2 separate regions of the Mus musculus genome follow, and region 2 is linked to region 1. The links are chromatin contacts, called in public HiChIP or PLAC-seq maps. All regions are on one chromosome and are shown on one strand. Each heading gives the region's core, a stretch centred on a gene start, on an enhancer-like site or on the middle of the called end of the contact. The rest is flanking DNA. Distances are from core to core; before and after follow the strand shown. Region 1 has its middle 19 kb from the start of Gm40562. Region 2 has its middle 34 kb from the start of Clmn.

Evidence for each region. HiChIP or PLAC-seq counts read pairs in DNA pulled down with a chosen protein or histone mark.
Region 2: an H3K27ac HiChIP or PLAC-seq map of embryonic stem cells shows a contact between it and region 1, with 4 times the contacts expected there. The contact joins two enhancer-like sites. A contact is called at or near these places in 1 of 15 datasets of contacts at CTCF or cohesin (embryonic stem cells), 2 of 484 Hi-C or Micro-C datasets (bladder smooth muscle and embryonic stem cells), 10 of 115 datasets of contacts at active chromatin or transcription factors (craniofacial prominence, embryonic basal ganglia and embryonic stem cells) and 1 of 9 other capture datasets (embryonic trunk).

Annotation. Positions count from the first base shown.
Region 1 is chr12:104,448,914-104,456,714 of GRCm38.p6, forward strand. No RefSeq gene overlaps it. Among named protein-coding and RNA genes, the nearest start is that of Gm40562, 19 kb to the left of the region's middle. Within about 2 kb of position 4,183, at least 6 of the 459 cell types and tissues checked have an H3K27ac peak or open chromatin away from gene starts, as enhancers often do. A contact at or near this core is called in embryonic stem cells, where this site is marked.
Region 2 is chr12:104,895,666-104,903,466 of GRCm38.p6, forward strand. No RefSeq gene overlaps it. Among named protein-coding and RNA genes, the nearest start is that of Clmn, 34 kb to the left of the region's middle. Within about 2 kb of position 3,681, at least 21 of the 459 cell types and tissues checked have an H3K27ac peak or open chromatin away from gene starts, as enhancers often do. A contact at or near this core is called in embryonic stem cells, where this site is marked.

The DNA of each region.
Region 1 (7,801 bases), core at 2,933-5,432:
CTTAATAAAGAGGAGTAGGGTTCATTCTTTGATTCAAAGGAAAATCCCCTCCAGTGTTTATCTGTCTGGGGCAGGATCAGGTGACCCTGTGTGTTCTCCCAATCCTGCCACCATCAGGGTGATCTTAGGCAGGTAAACACAGCCCCTGGGGTTACCCTCCTCCTGAGGGCTGGATTCCTGTCACTGCCAAATGGCTGGGTTCATGCTGCCCCAGGTCCAGGTCCCTCCAACCAGGATCCTATAACCTTGAAGAAGTGGGTAGACAAGATCACTGCCTCCTCATTCCGGAACCCCTCTAAGGACCAGCTGGGGGCTGCCCTCCTCAGGGATGGGCTCTGTGATATGCAAGGTAGACATAACTGAGATAATGCATGACAATAGCTGCTCTGAGTACCTGCCCTATGCCTGCACCAAGCCCAAGGTTGGCATTGGCCATGGGGGTAAAGACAGGAAAGACACATGAATACCACCCGATTCTACTGAGCCTCCCCCTCCCAACCCTCCCCCCCACCCCTGCCCCACAGGACTAGCCATCTTCCTAAGTCTGTGGGCTTGAGTCACAGAAATGGGTTTGGAACACGTACAACCCTGCCTGTGTCCACATCTGTTCATCTGCTAACAAGGAGGAACCCAGCATTCAGAAAGGTCTCAAGATCCCTCAGAAAGTGAGGGATAGAGTCATCCCAAATCCATGTCCCTCTACATCCCATGTCCTAGAGGGATACTGTGTGTGTCTGTGTGTGTGTGTGTGTGTGTGTGTGTGTGTGTGTGTGTCTTTGTGTGTGTCTGTGTGTCTATGTCTCTGTGTGTCTCTGAGTGCCTGTGTCTTATATCTATGTGTGTATGTGTTCAAGTGTGTTTGTGTGTGTGTCTGTGTCTTTGTGTGCCTGTGTCTATATGCGTCCATGGGTATCTGTGTGTGTGTGTGTGTGTGTCTGTGTGTCTGTGTGTGTCTGTGTGTGTCAGTGTGTGTCTGCATCTGTATGCATCTGTGTGTGTGACTATTGAGGGACTACTTTTGTTAATAATAGTTCCTGAGACTTGTTCCTGTGGGGTAGTACACACTTGTAATCCCAGCACTCAGAGGCTGAAACAACAGGATCATAAGTTCAAGACCAGCCTGGGTTACAACATGAGTTCAGGGAATCTGAGTTAAGCAGCCATACTTTTTCTCAGAAACAAAGACAAATAACATAAAACAAGGACTGGGGGTACTTAGCTCAGTGGTACAGTGCTTGCCTCGAATATCCAAGGTCCTGGATTCCATCCCAGCATGCCCTGTCTCCTGGGGGAGGAAAAGATCTACCACTCCTGGAAAGAAGAACAGCTCAAAGAAAGGAGAAGAGTTCTGGTGGGTCCACTGCCCCCACTTCCCAGGAAGAGCTACCACCATTCTTCTCTGGCAAAGGCAACTGTGGCTAATTTTAAGGTTTCCTAACCCCAGCCCCTCCCAGCTCCCCGCTCTCATTTAAAAGGACAAGCACCCGGAGCCAAGCCCACTTAGCCCAGCAGCTGGCAGATGCCCTTAGTCTTGGGCTTGCCAGCGGCCCATGACTGCATTCTATTTCACATCTCGGGCATGACGGGGCCCAGAGACTAACCAGCACCCACAGGGTGGGGCTGTTCAAGACAGCAGCCCTGTTATGAAATAGGGCGCCTCTCTCGGAGCCCAGCTCTGCATCCTGTCAAGACGACGTGTGTCTTTCCTTTCCTTCCTCGGGAAGGTGAAATATAAGCCTGGAACAACACTGGATCCCTGTTCCCTCCTGGACAAAAGTCAAAACTGGAATCTGATAAATCTGAAATCGACGCTCATTTCTAATTGGACGTCACGGGGCTGGACGAGGTGCCAGGGCCGGTGGCATTTCACGTCGTATGTTATTGTTGGTGCCGACAGAAGACATGAATCTTTCGGAACATTCAAGAAGAAATGAGTATTTCCATGATTCCGGCAACTAAATACCGACCTATTTTACTTATTACAAAGGAGGCCTCTGTCCCTCCCTCAAAAGTTTGCAATAACTGAGAAGGCAGAGTCTGTGGGACCCAGTATCCATCTCTGTGCTGACCAAGGACTGTCTCCTACTTGTTGACCTGAAAAGAACTCCTACTCACCTACAAAACCCAGCTCATAAGTGTCCACTCTGAGAATCCTACCTAGCTGCCAAGTCACTTGCCAAGGCTGCTTCTAGGTGACCAGGAGCTGATGGGTCTCCAGGCATCCCAGGATATCCAAGTCACCTGTTATCCAAGTCACCTATTTCCTTTTCAATCTCCAAAACCTCCAGAGACAGAGACAATAACACCCGGTTCTCTTCTGGTTCCAAGACCAGTACTCAGGAGGGGCCCCGTGGACAGTCTTATTGCGTAAATGATGATCATTTTTCTCATTAATAAAAAGCAATAATTTGGGAGTAGGTGTGTTGGCACGAACCTATAATCACAGCATTTGGGAGGCTGCAGATATGGCTGGTCATGACTTGGAGAGATGGCTCAGTGGTCAAGAGCACGGGCTGCTGTCTCAGAGGACTCAGGTTTGATTCCCAGCACCCACATGGTGGTTCACGAAGATCTGTAACTCCAGTTCCAGGGGATCCAACACCCTCTTCTGGTCTCCACAGGCACCCACGTGGGTACACAGACATACATGCAGTCAAAAATACGGAGACATAAAATAATAAAGATAATGTTTAAAATGGTTGGCAGTCACTTGGGCTTTGTAAAGAAAAATGTCTCTCTTTTTAAATCTTGCTTATTTGTTTATTTTGGGGATGAGTGTCATGTGACATCCACGTGGAGGTTAGAGGTCAACTTCCAGGAGTCCCTCTCTTTTTGACATGTGATCCCCTGGGGTGAAGCTCGGGCCATCAGTCACTGTGACAAGTGCCTCAACTCACTGATCCATCCTGCCATTCCAAATTTTAATTAATTAATTAAGGCACTAATTCTTAACTGGTAGATCTTCTACACACCCCTCCCCAGAGGACACCTGCTCGTGACTGGAGCTGCTTTGCTTGTCACAGCTGGGAAGGAGAAAGCAGCTAGTGAGCACAGACAGAGTGGGTATAGGACTCTGGGGGGCCCTACACACACTGGCTTCAGTGAGACCCTTCTTCTGTAAAACATGAAAGAAAATTCTATTTTACAATTGAGTTGATATGGAGATAAATACCATTGAGCTGACCTACAAACCTACAAAACCCAGCTCATAAGTGTCCACTCTGAGAATCCTACCTAGCTGCCAAGTCACTTGCCAGGGCTGCTTCTAGGTGACTTTCTTTCTTTCTTTCTTTCTTTCTTTCTTTCTTTCTTTCTTTCTTTCTTTAACAAGGTCTTACTCTACAGCACAGATTTTACCTGGAACATACAATGTAGCCCAGGCTGGCCTCAACTTCCCATGTGTTGGAATTCTAGATGTTCAACATCATGCCTGATTACACATCCTTTATTGTTATGTTCATTTTTTCCTTCTGATTTTAAATTTTAATTCAAGAACATTTTCAGAGCCCCAAATGTACTCTGGGGCTTGGGAAGTGTCTGCATGACTACTGGGTAAGAGGCTTGGGGCCCCTAAACATTCCATAAAGTCTAGGACCACCCTATGAAACAGCCTCAAAGGACAACAGGTCAGTTCTGAGAATGTGTCATCAAGGAACACTCCAGAATGTAGAGTTTACAGAGTTAGTTAGTCTGAGCTCCCATAGCCCCTGGAGCCGGCTGAAATAGCCAGGATGGGTTAACCTTCACCAGCAAGGCTGTAGGGCAGGGGAGGGGCTGATGAGTACAGTGCACACTTTCATGAGACCACTCATAAACAGGTTCCCCCCTCCCTCCTCCTCCCCAAAGGGTGGATAGAGCATGGACTCCTATTTTGCTCTTGTTGAGCTCGATATCCAGGCAGCCGGCAACACTTCATTATTCACACAAACAGGAAGTCCTATGATGCCATTGCCCGGGGCAGCTTCATTAGTTTGAAGCCGAGTGGTCTCTGCAAATGTGTTTGTGTAATTTACATGATCTCCACACATGCATCCCTGTGCCGCTTGTCAAGGGAATGCACTCTGAGAAACACATCTTTGGGCAAGCTCCTTGTCTTCAGAGCACTGTGGGGTGTGCTTGCATGGGACCAGACTGGGTAAGCAGCCTCCCTGGTGCAACCCAGGGACACCCATAAGCACTGGATGCAGCAGGCAGCATTAACACCACAAAGGTGATGCTTATCCTGGGTGGTTTGATAGAAGGAGTAGAATCACTCTGGAAGTAAACTTCTGAGGAAGTTAAGGGGGATTTTCTGGATTGAGCTGGCTGAGGAGAGCAGCTCCACCCTAGCTGTGGGTGGCGCCATTCCATTAGCTGGAGTTTCAGACTGAGCAGAAAGAAGAAACCAAGCTGAGTGAGCACAGGCTCCATTCCTGCAGATACAATGTAACCAGTTCATCTCTGCAGATACAATGTAACCAGTTCATTCCTGTAGATACAATGTAACCAGTTCATTTCTGCAGATACAGTGTAACCAGTTCATTCCTGTAGATACAATGTAACCAGTTCGTTTCTGCAGATACAATGTAACCAGTGGCCTGCGGCTCTTACTGTCACACTCACACACACCCCTCTGTGAGGGACTGAACCCTCCAACTGTGAGCCTGAACCAACCTGAACCAGAACCAACCTCTCCTACTATGGGTTGCTTTTGACAGGTATTTTGTTGCCACAATAAGGCAAGTGGCTAATACTTGGAAATTGGTGTAGAGAGAAGTGGACTGTTACCCTGCTGTACCTGAGCAGGCAGTTCAAAGACCTTTGGAACTGGTTTGGGGAAAGAATATGGGAAAGTCAGAGTATTGGGCTTGGAAAGCTGTAGAATGTGATAAGCAGAACCTAATGGACCGATCTGGTGGGAATTTTGAAGACAAGAATGCTAAGAGAGAAGTGAACAGCAGAGCCTGGTCAGGAAGCTTCAGAGGAGAGTAAAGACTATACTGGGAACTGGGCTGGAGGCCATTCATGTGATGATATTCAGGCAAATAACCTGGCTGTGTGTTGCCTGTGTCCTACAAACTTGAAGGATACTGAACAAAGGAGCAATAGATTAGTCCGTTTGATGGAGAAGGAAATAAAAGCACTCAGGTTACAGCCCAGCTACTGCTCGCAGCCATCATCCAGGTCCACAGTGAGGGAGACCATGGGTCATCTGCCAAGGAAAGCTGCAGGTATGGAGTAGAGCCAGCCCAATAGAGATGCTACATATGCTGCAGGCTACTGAGCTGGAGGGGAGGACCACCTAAACCTAAAAGATTCTGTTGAAAGCCCTAAATGTTGGACATGGAGTGATAGCTTCAAAGTTGCCATCCTCCTGCCTCAGCTCCGGAGTGCTATGATTATAGAATTGGCTTGTAAGCTCATTTTTTCCAAATATTTTTGATCTGTGGTAGCAGGCTCCACAGATACAGAGACCCAAGTCTACAATTTATTTCAAAGGCTTTTGGAGTCAGTATGCTCTTAATTTATTTAGGATATTTTGCGTATATAGTTATTAAGTGAATGATTATTTATATGTTGTCTTTTTCAGACAGAGGTCTCCCTATGTAGCCTAGAGAGACCTTGAACTCAGGATCTTCCTGACCCTACTTCCCGAGTGCTAAGACTTACAACCCCAGCTCAGCTCTGTGCTCTTGTGTGTTTTCCATCTAGAATTACAACTAGTATTATCCCACCTCATAGAACAACCCTTCACTCCCCCAACCCTTCTGTTTTGTAGAAGACAGAGCAGAGCAGGGTGGAAGGGTAGATTTGTAAAGTGCCATGCACTAGGGACGGCTGATGCTGAAGGGGCATAAGCTCACAACTCAAATCCCAGGGTGACATTCAGATCAGACCTCCAGTGTGAGCAGGGATCCCAGCAAGCCTCCGTGTTGTGCTACCAGTCTCTGGGCAGCATTGAAATAGGCCCACTTGTTGGTCCTGGTTAGGAACCACCACACACAGTAGCCTCTCAAGATGTTTGCCAAACTGCTGGATTGAAAACAATTTGGCAGCTGTCCAGGGAGTCAATACGAATGTTCATTCTCTTTGCCCTGCTCTGGCCTCTGTTTTGAGCCTTTTTCCTAAGGACCCTAGCTCACAGGGAAAGTGGGAAGCCATCATTGACATAAATTCACCATGGAAATTGGAAAATGCTTTACAAATGCTTTCCAGAATCATATGAGAGATGGGCTCTTAAGGCCTCCCCAGGAACGATCCATACTGATGGGGGTGTCTGAAGATCATCCACTGGACAGCCATGGGGCACACAGTGACAGGCAGCCTCCTCTTCCCATTGCTTAGGAGACCACCTGCTGAAGGAAATGGCTGCAATGTAATGTTAACCGGAAAGAACAAAATAAAATAAATTTTAAAAAAAAATAGAAGCTATGACAGGAAAAACAGAGGACATGGTGGTGTCAGAAGAATCAGAGTAGGAACTTGTGTTTGGTTGGTTGGTTTTGTTTGTTGAGACAGAGTCATTAGGTCATGCTGTTTTACAAATGTAGTGTGAGCTTGGGCACATCCAGGGGACAGTGCCTGGATATTCTGCAAGTGTCATTTCAGCCTGAAGACACACCAACCTGGGAACTTCAAAGTTTGAAGGCAGAAGAAGAGCAAGCTATGGGATACCATCTTAGTTAGGGTTTCCATTGCTGTGAAGAGATACCATGACCACAGCAACTCTTATGAAGGAAAACACTTAACCGGGGCTGGCTTACAGTTTCAGGATCTAAACCATTATCACCATGGTGGGAGGCATACAGGCCAAATGGTGCTGGAAACAGAGCCAAGAGTTTTACATCTTGATCTGAAGGCAGGCAGGAGAGACTACATGTCATACTGGGCATAGCTTGAGCATATATATAGCCTCAAAGCCCACCTACACAGTGACACACTTCCTCCAATAAGGCCATACCTACTCCAACAAGGCCATACCTCCTATTAGTGCCACTCCTTATACACCAATCATTCAAATACATGAATCTGTGGTGGCCAAATTTATGCAGACCACCACAGATACCATACCCAGTGTCCCACTGGGCTTCCCACTAACTGTCCCAACAATTGAGACATGCAAGCAATTGAAACAAACATGGCGGGTGCCATGAAAGATGGAACTATCACCCCGTTCTACTCCTTGTAACTCCACCTCGGAGGAAGCCATGCTTCAAAACAAGGGATGGCTGTCTTTGTAATAAGGTGGGTTAGAGCGGTGGCTCCCCAGTTAAGAGAATGCCCTGCTCTTTCAGAGGGCCCGAGTTTGGTTCCTAAAGCTCACTTTGGGCAGTTGGCAACTGCATTTAATTCCAGCTGCAGGGGATCAGATGCCCTCTTCTGACCTCCACTGGTACCTACACACACAGTGTGGTGGCACTTATTTGGATCCCAGCACTTTGATATCAGAAGGCAGGAAGATTACTGCCAATACAAGGCTAGCTAACTGACATAGCAAGTTCCAGGCCTGTGGGAGTGCCTAGCAAGACCAGCTCTAAGAACAAAACAGGAGGCTATGGCACAGCTCAATCTATAAAGTGCTTGCTTTGCAAGCAAGAGGACATGAGATCAATTCCCCAGGGCCCACTCAGAAGCCTGTCATCTCAGGGTTGGGTAGATGGAGACTGACAGATCCCTGGGGGGAACTGGCTAGCCGGCTTTGCCTACTTGGCAAGTTACAATGGAATGAGAGACCCTGTGTCAATATGGAATGGAACTGAGAAGTTCACTGCCAAGTTTGTCCTCTGGCCTCCACCTGCACACACATGTGCCCCTGAACACA
Region 2 (7,801 bases), core at 2,431-4,930, 450 kb after region 1:
TACATGCTTGGCATTTGTCCTGGTACTCTCAGTATGGTGCACATGACTAACTAGAGATATCCACTTTACAGTCCCTCAGTATCAGTTCACGGCTTTGGTGCAAGCTCTGGGTTGGTTTCTTGCTTCTAACCCAGAGGAACGTGTGGGCACACTTGATGTATTTACTGTCTCACCCCTGAGTTCCCTTTTCCCTTCTAGTCCCTTAATTTTACCGTATTTGGAACCCCTGAAGTTGTTATGAAGGTCTAAAGGCATACTAGAAGTGAAGGCTTTGTAAACTGTATACAGACCAAGGATGTTGATAGAACAGTCGCTCCATGCTTGGAGGCCCTCCTCCTCTTTACCTCAAAATCCCAGTCTTGATAAAGCAGGAGGAACCGGTTCAAGCTAGACATCTCCTTCAAGCTGCCTGCTGGGGCCCAACACAATTAAACATTCTCCTTGTAAGAGCTGCCTTGGTCATGGTGTCTGTTCACAGCAGTAAAACCCTAACGGAGACAGTGCCTAAGAGCACATCCCTCGGGATGCTTTTCTGTTGCTATGGAAGCTGCAAGTGTGTCGAGAATAGATGAGACTCCCAGGAGTCTGGCTTAGGTAGGTGTTCCATGAAGGCTGGTCCATGGATGAATGATGCAATGCTGAATGGATGGATGGATGGATGGATGGATGGATGGATGCTCAACCAGGCATTTTGCTCAGAACACCTTATAGACATTTGGAAGCACAACTGCCTCTCTAAATACTCTTGACTTACTTCATTTCCTTTCATTAAAAAAAGACAGCGAGGCAGGAAAAATATAGGTCTCTCTCTTCCTCCGACTTCTGAGATCATAAGCAGGCCCTGCTTTCTGGGTACCTAATGACACTTCTTTTAGGACCCCTTCATGCCTCCAAGCTGCCTGTCCCTCTCCACTCTTTCTTCAGCCTTGAGCACATTGCAGTGACCACTCGAGTAGCAGACACCGGCTGGCACTGAGGACACCGCCTGGCCATTTCTTCCTTGTGGAACCAACCTTCTCTGGGGCCGGCCCTCACTTCTTCCTCCCCAGCGTCCACCAGCCTTGAACTGCGCCAGCCCGGGGGACGCCAGCCGGCGGTGAGGAAAGATTACATGAATAAACAATGCGCCAATGTTCCGAGTGAATGACTTTGGAAAGCACTCCGGGCTTGTTCTGGTTCAGTGAAAAGCAAGCGCTTGGCCTTAGCCAGCGTTGCATTCCACTCTGGGTTCGAGGGTTGCCTCTGTCCAGGACTGTGCAGGAAAATGTGGGGCTCTCCATGAGTCAGGGCTACTCAGAAGTTCTGAGAGCTTCCGGATCCTGGGACAAGTGTCCTAAGACTGCAGTAGGGGTATCAGGCACGTCCCCCACTTATCTCTTGCTCTAAGTCTGACCTTGAACTGTGCCCCTTGACTGAAGGGGCTGGCCTCAGACAAAGCATAGTGTGTAGGACCCAGGCAGCACAGGGCTGGTCACAAGTACAGCATTCAGCTACAGTGCAGGCAGGGAAGGGGCTCTGAGGTCTCTTTGTTCCAGGGCTCACATGGTGTGGTGGTTGCTTGGCTGTCCAAACAAGTATGCAAAGACTCTGTGACCCTGGAGGTGGAAAATACCTGCCTGGGCCAATCAGCGCAAGGATTAAGTGTAAGGCCAAAGAGGTGAGCGAAGGAACAGAGCCCAGCCTGTCCTTTGGTGTGCACCTGCAGGCAGCCACGGAGCTGTCATTCCTAACCAGCAGCCCAGCTGCAGCCCAGACCTTGGAAGTTGCTATTATTAGGTGGGGGATGGGGGATGTCGAGGCTTAGGGACAGCCAAGTTCTCAGGTAGGGTTGATGGACCAAGAACTGGAAAACGCTGGTCTCACAGGAGCACAGATGACAAGCCTGCGAAAGAATGGAGACTACAGACCGCTCCTGTTTGTTTTGGAAAGCGAGGGGCCTGTGTGTTATGTGGGAACTCTGCAGGGGGGTGGCCAGGTATGGAAAGAATGTAGGCTTTGGATTCTATCATTTCTAGGCTTAAATCTGGACTCTGCATGGGAGGGCTGTGTGATCTTGGACAGGCTGTCTGACTGCTCTGCGCCTCTACAGAAAACATTTTACTTATTAGAGGTTCATAAGAGAATCCAGCCAACCACCCCTGCCACCTCCAGAGTCAGGCCCATGAGTCTCTCTCAACTGGTGTTGTCATTACTGTTTCAGGATCTTGAAACAGGGTCCCTCTGAGCTGTGACATGTGACCTTGTATACCAGACCACGCATCTCCCAGTCTGAGCTCCAAGTTGCCCCTGTGAAAGATTCCAAGGCAAAATGACAGGATTAAGTCAGGGGTCTCCAAAGCCCACCATGTGTTTGTGGGAATAAGCAGTCCTGTTTCCTTGGACTGTCCTGGACATCATGGGGGGGGGGGGGACATTATGGGGATGGGGGGGGGGGAGTGTGCCGCAGCCTCACTGGCCGCTGCTCACCAGATCACAGAAGTTCTACCCTTCCTCAATGTGACCATCAAATGTGTGCAGACATTGTAGCACATCCCCTGGAGCAGAAAAAAAGGAAGCAGGACCTGCTGTCTGTCTTGTGCTTGCTGGGCTCTTTAGACAGCAAGCCAGCTCTCTGGGCCTCCCATTTTAGATATGAAGCATCGTGTTCAGAAAGTGCTCGGTCCTCTAGGCCAGACCCCAGAGTTCTGAAGTAGGAGTGTTACCTGCTCCAGGAGGCTGATAGATTTCCCTCAGGCAAGATAAAAGGTTGCATTCTACCTGGTCCCACAACACCCAGTCCTGATTTGGGGCTCAGTTAGAGAAGGGGGGCTATTTGAAGTGCTCTGGGTGACACATGAGGGACAGCTAGCCAAGGATGTCCTTGACGCCAGCGGTGGTCAGCTCCATGCAAGGACAGCAGCTGAGGCTGGAGCACGGACTGGAAAGACATGTCAATAGAGAAAAGCCCTGTGAGCAGTTGACTATTGCCTAAGTGGCCCGAGATTTTGCCTTTCATATCTGTAAAACAGGAATAATCTCTCTCTCTCTCTCTCTCTCTCTCTCTCTCACACACACACACACACACACACACACACACACACACACGCCTCTGCCAGCCAGAGGACTCCTGTGGGTTTGGGTAAAGTCCAAAGTACCTGACACATTCAGTAAATGGTATCCGTGACAGTGATGGCTAGGGTCAGCCCTTAACGAAGCAAGAAATGACTGGGCTGTGCCAGAAAGGGCTGATGTGAGCAGCCTACAAGCCGCTGGGAATTCTGGGAGGGCTGCAGTGTCCAAGCGGCCTTCACTAAAACAACAGTCCACATTGAGTAGGTCTTGAGCTAGCCCATGTGGGGTCGACAGTGCCCCCTCCTGGAGAGTGTGGGTTGCTGGCGCTGATTACTTGGGGTTTCTGAGGGTTGCCATGAGGTGCCTTCATCAGCGGGTTTGACAGAACCTTCCAGGCGAAGAACACATTGTGAAGATAGTCTCCGTGCTCACTCCAGGCCGGAAAAGTCACTTTCCCCGCACTCTACCATCTCCTGCCTTCTTTGGTCCAGCCAGGTTCATCTTTCTGTCTCTCTGATTAAAATCTAGTATCTTCTGGGGAAACAGAAGCCGGTGAGCTAGTGGCGTTTGCACATCCACCTACCTTTCTGGCTCTGAGGAGGCGGGGCTTGTGCTTGTGAGCCTTCCTCTTCCTTCTCCAGGGAGCCGCCACTTTCTCTCCAGGAAGGACTTCCTGAGCTTGCCATGGGCAGAGGTGGGCGTGTACACTGGATGCACAGAGAAGCCTGGAGGCCGCTGACTCTCCCTGCGTGGGCTCTGCTGTGGACCACTAGGGCAGAACGGCCACAGACTTCCTAGTCCCTTTCTAGTGCCCTCGCATCTCTGCAGAGGGCAGCGTTTATCTATCAACCTGTGTGTGAGAGAGAGATGCCCAGATAAAGTCACCCTGAATCCTCCTCTTGTGAGATAGGAAACTGTCCTTGCTTTGCACAGGGAACGAAAGCTTGTCACACAGGCAGGGCCAAAAGTGCTTAAATGGACTTTTCTGGTGCCAGGATGACCGGTGTGTCCTTATCCAAGTGTCGGAAGCTGACCTCCAACACTAGCCCCTGTCTGTCATAAAGCACAGGTTTGCCACATTGAAGGAAAGAGGCACAGATCACGGGGGAGGGGGGGGGCTCCAGTGGTTTCTCCCATCTCCTACTAGGTCTGTGATCTCCCACTGGGGCCCTAGAGTGGACCCTTGGAGGCCTCACTTGCTAGACACATCCTCTGGCTGCCCTGTCTAGCTAGTTATGAAGCTGCCGGCAAGCCATGGGCACTGCAGAGGGCCAAGGCACAGACTGTCCAGGTGGCAAATGGCTTCCCCTCTCCACTACCGTTCACCAAGAAAGTCTCCTGGCTCTTTTCCAGGTGACAGACTGGATTCTATCCCAGTGTGTGATGGCCTCCAGGAATTTATGTCACAGCCCTGAACTAGGCTAGCTGGGCGCTTCACTCAAACCTCTGCAAGGACAACTTTGTGTATTGGTGTGAGTGTGTGTGTGTGTGTGTGTGTGTGTGTCTGTCTGTCTGTCTGTCTGTCTGTCTGTCTCTGTGGAGGGGGTCATTCTTTTTTTCAAACTAAATATAATAAACAAAACTAAGAGATTCGAGTTGATTTTTGCCTGTAAAATAACAAAGATACATTTTAGTATATTATTATGAAATGTTGGTGGATATTCCTATCAAAACCTATTTTTTTTGTATGTGTCTAAACCCAAATTTAGCTATATGTCTTATGTTTGATTTATTAAGCTCGGGACCTCTACAGACACATAAACATGCATACACATGTGTGCATGTACTCTCTCCATACCCACACCTACTGCACAGTTTCCCTTGGTATCCAGGGAGCATTGGTTCTAAAATCCCCTCAGATACCCAAATCTACGGATATGGGAGTCCCATATGTAAATGATGCGGCTTCGGTATTCCACCTGTACACACCCTCCCATGCACTTTAACGCTATATAAATATGCTGTCTTGCTCAGGGAACTATGAGAGTGCACAGATGCAAATACTATTTTCTAACTACATTGTCTTCCAGGTAGCTAATTCGGCAGGTGGCTGGCTCTATAGACAATTCCATGTTCCCACAAATAAAGAGGGTCAGCTGTACACATGAAGACAGGGGTGCACACACATAACTCGTATGTCCAATGACTGGATTCTTAGTCACATATATGCAAGCAGACACACACACACACTTCTCCCTTTCTGTGGACTATAGACACTGTCTCAAGACTGAGTCCCTCAAAATTGAGTTTATAGCCTCTAGGTCTGCAGTTGTTTCCTGAGGCCGCTTCCCCCATAGATTCCTTTAGGAGCCTGTGTTTGCTAGCGGCCATTGCTCCTTCCTGCAGCTCCTATGGAATTAACGGCTTGGGCTTGGTTTTGAGCAGAGGTGGCAGACCCCTCCTCCCACCTAGCTACCTTAGCCTCCCTCTCTCCCTAATGGCTTCTCCATTACTTTCTGGCCTGTGGGCTGCTGGCTGGCTGGTGGGTCTTGTGAGGAGCAGGCCTCTTCCCGCCCACTCCCCAGTTGCTCATAGCTGGTTTATGTCCGTCCGTCCGGGCAGTGCCTACAGGGCCTGCGGCCTGGATGTTCTGAGAATTTTATTGGCACCACCACCGAGATGAGGGCCATGGGGGTCCTTTGGGCCTTTCGGAGCCGCTTTATTGGAGCAGGCCTTTCAGACACAGCAGGCAGCCGCCATTTCAGGAGAATCTGGTTTCTCTGCAGGCTCGGGCTTGTTTCCTCTCTGTTTGATTTGGCAGAGGCACAGCCTGGCCTGTTTTGATCTGCACCTCATGTTTGGGCTTTTTGTGGCCTGTTGGTGGATGAGGTGGTGCAGAGGGTTAGCCATTTCCCCACAGCCACAGGGACACAAACAGAGCTTTGTGTCAGGCCGCAGCAGGTGGAATGGAAAGTGTTCAGGCCCCTCCCGGGCTCAGGGTGGGGGGGATGCAAAGCCGTTAAAATGCAAATAAAAGCACTCCACAGCACCTACACCTTGGGAACCCAAGCTGGCCTGTGAGAAGACTGTTGGGTCTCAATTACCGTCAACTCCTTTGGGATCTGGGATAGGAAGGAGGCGGACAGAATTAATATTCTGCAAGGGGATTTGAATTTTAAAACTTCACTGGGGGTTGAGTTCACAGCCAGGCCTGAGCAACAGATGGCCAGCATGCCCCTGACATTTGAAAGCAGTGAAGGGCACGCTAAGGGAGAAAGGGTCTGGCTAAGAGAGCCCTGTCCCATCCATGGAACCCTTTCTGCATTTGATTGGTCCCCAAACCAAAATGAATAGCCACCATATTTGAAATAAAAGATCCATGGGGAACGCTGTGATCGGCTGGTGTGCCTGCCATTCATACCTCAGAATCTAACCCTCAGATGGTGACCATTCGGGGATGGGGGCTTCATGAGGTATATGGCTAAATGAGGGCATTAGGGAAAATCTAATTCATTACAAATCACTCTTCCTTTTTTTTTCTGGTGTGTGTGTGTAGGTGAGAGCACATGTGTGTGCACATGTCACATGTGTGCACATGCACAAAGATGTCTGTGGAAGCCAGGCTGTGACATCAGGATGTGTTTCTCAATCAGGACTCCACCTGACTTTTTTTTGAGACACGGTCTCTCACTACGCCTGGATATGGCCCTCTGAGCTAGACTAGTGAGCCCCACCCCCACCCCACCCTGTGCACGTGTCTCTGCCCTGGAGTTAGAGGTGCGTACCTCCACCCCTGGTTTTTGGTACGTGGGTGCTGGATTCAAACTCAGTTCTTTATGCTTATCTAGCAGTGCTGTTCTGTAAGGGGGTTACCTTTCGGAATAGCCCCGCAAGGACTTTATTGACTGCGCATCTCCTCAACCCATGACCGTGCATAAAACAGCATTTGAATGCAGCCACACCCAGAGGGACACACCCAGAGGGACAGGGAAAAGCTTCATCAGAAACCAGCTCCACCTGCCCTTGATCTCCAGAGCTGTGAAAAATAAGGGTTCCAGCTTTGAGCCTCCTGTCTCCAGCACTTCACCAGACAGCTTTCGGGGAGCTCAGAATCAGCAGTGAGAAGGGAGGAGGCCTAGTCGGCCTCTCTGCTGTTGTGACAAACGCTGACTGAATGCACAGGCTGTGTTGCGTCTCACACTTCCCAGGCCGCAGTCTGAGGGACTGAAGCAGAGACTGGAGGAGTCCTGCCCACTGCCTCCTCACCCTCCTCTGGTTCCTGCTCAAACAGCATTCTTATACAGTCCTGGAACCCTTCCCAGAAACGGCACTAGCCAGAGTGAGCTGGGCTTTCCCACATCAATCAATAATCAATGATCAATTCCCCAATAGACACAGAGAGCTACCGGCCAATCTGATCTGACCAATCCCTTAAATGAGACTCCTTCACCCTAAATGACTCCTTAATTTTTAAAAAACCATTGTTGTTTTGTTGTTGTTGTTATAAATATGGGTGTTTTGCCTGAATGTATGTCTGTGCACCACGTGTGTGCAGTGGCCACAGACGTCAGAAGAGGGCACTGGATTCCCTGAGTCGGAGCTACAGGTGTTTGTGAGGCACCATGTTGGTGCTGGCAATCAAACTCAGGTCCTCTGAAAGAGCAGCCAGTGCTTTTGACTGCTGAGCCATCTCTCCAGCTCTGTCAAACGACTCTTGGCTGTGTCAAGTTGACATAAAAACAAAAACAAAAACAAAACAAAAAACTAATGATGATAGAACTTTTCAGGGAGAACTCCGATTTTGTTTCTT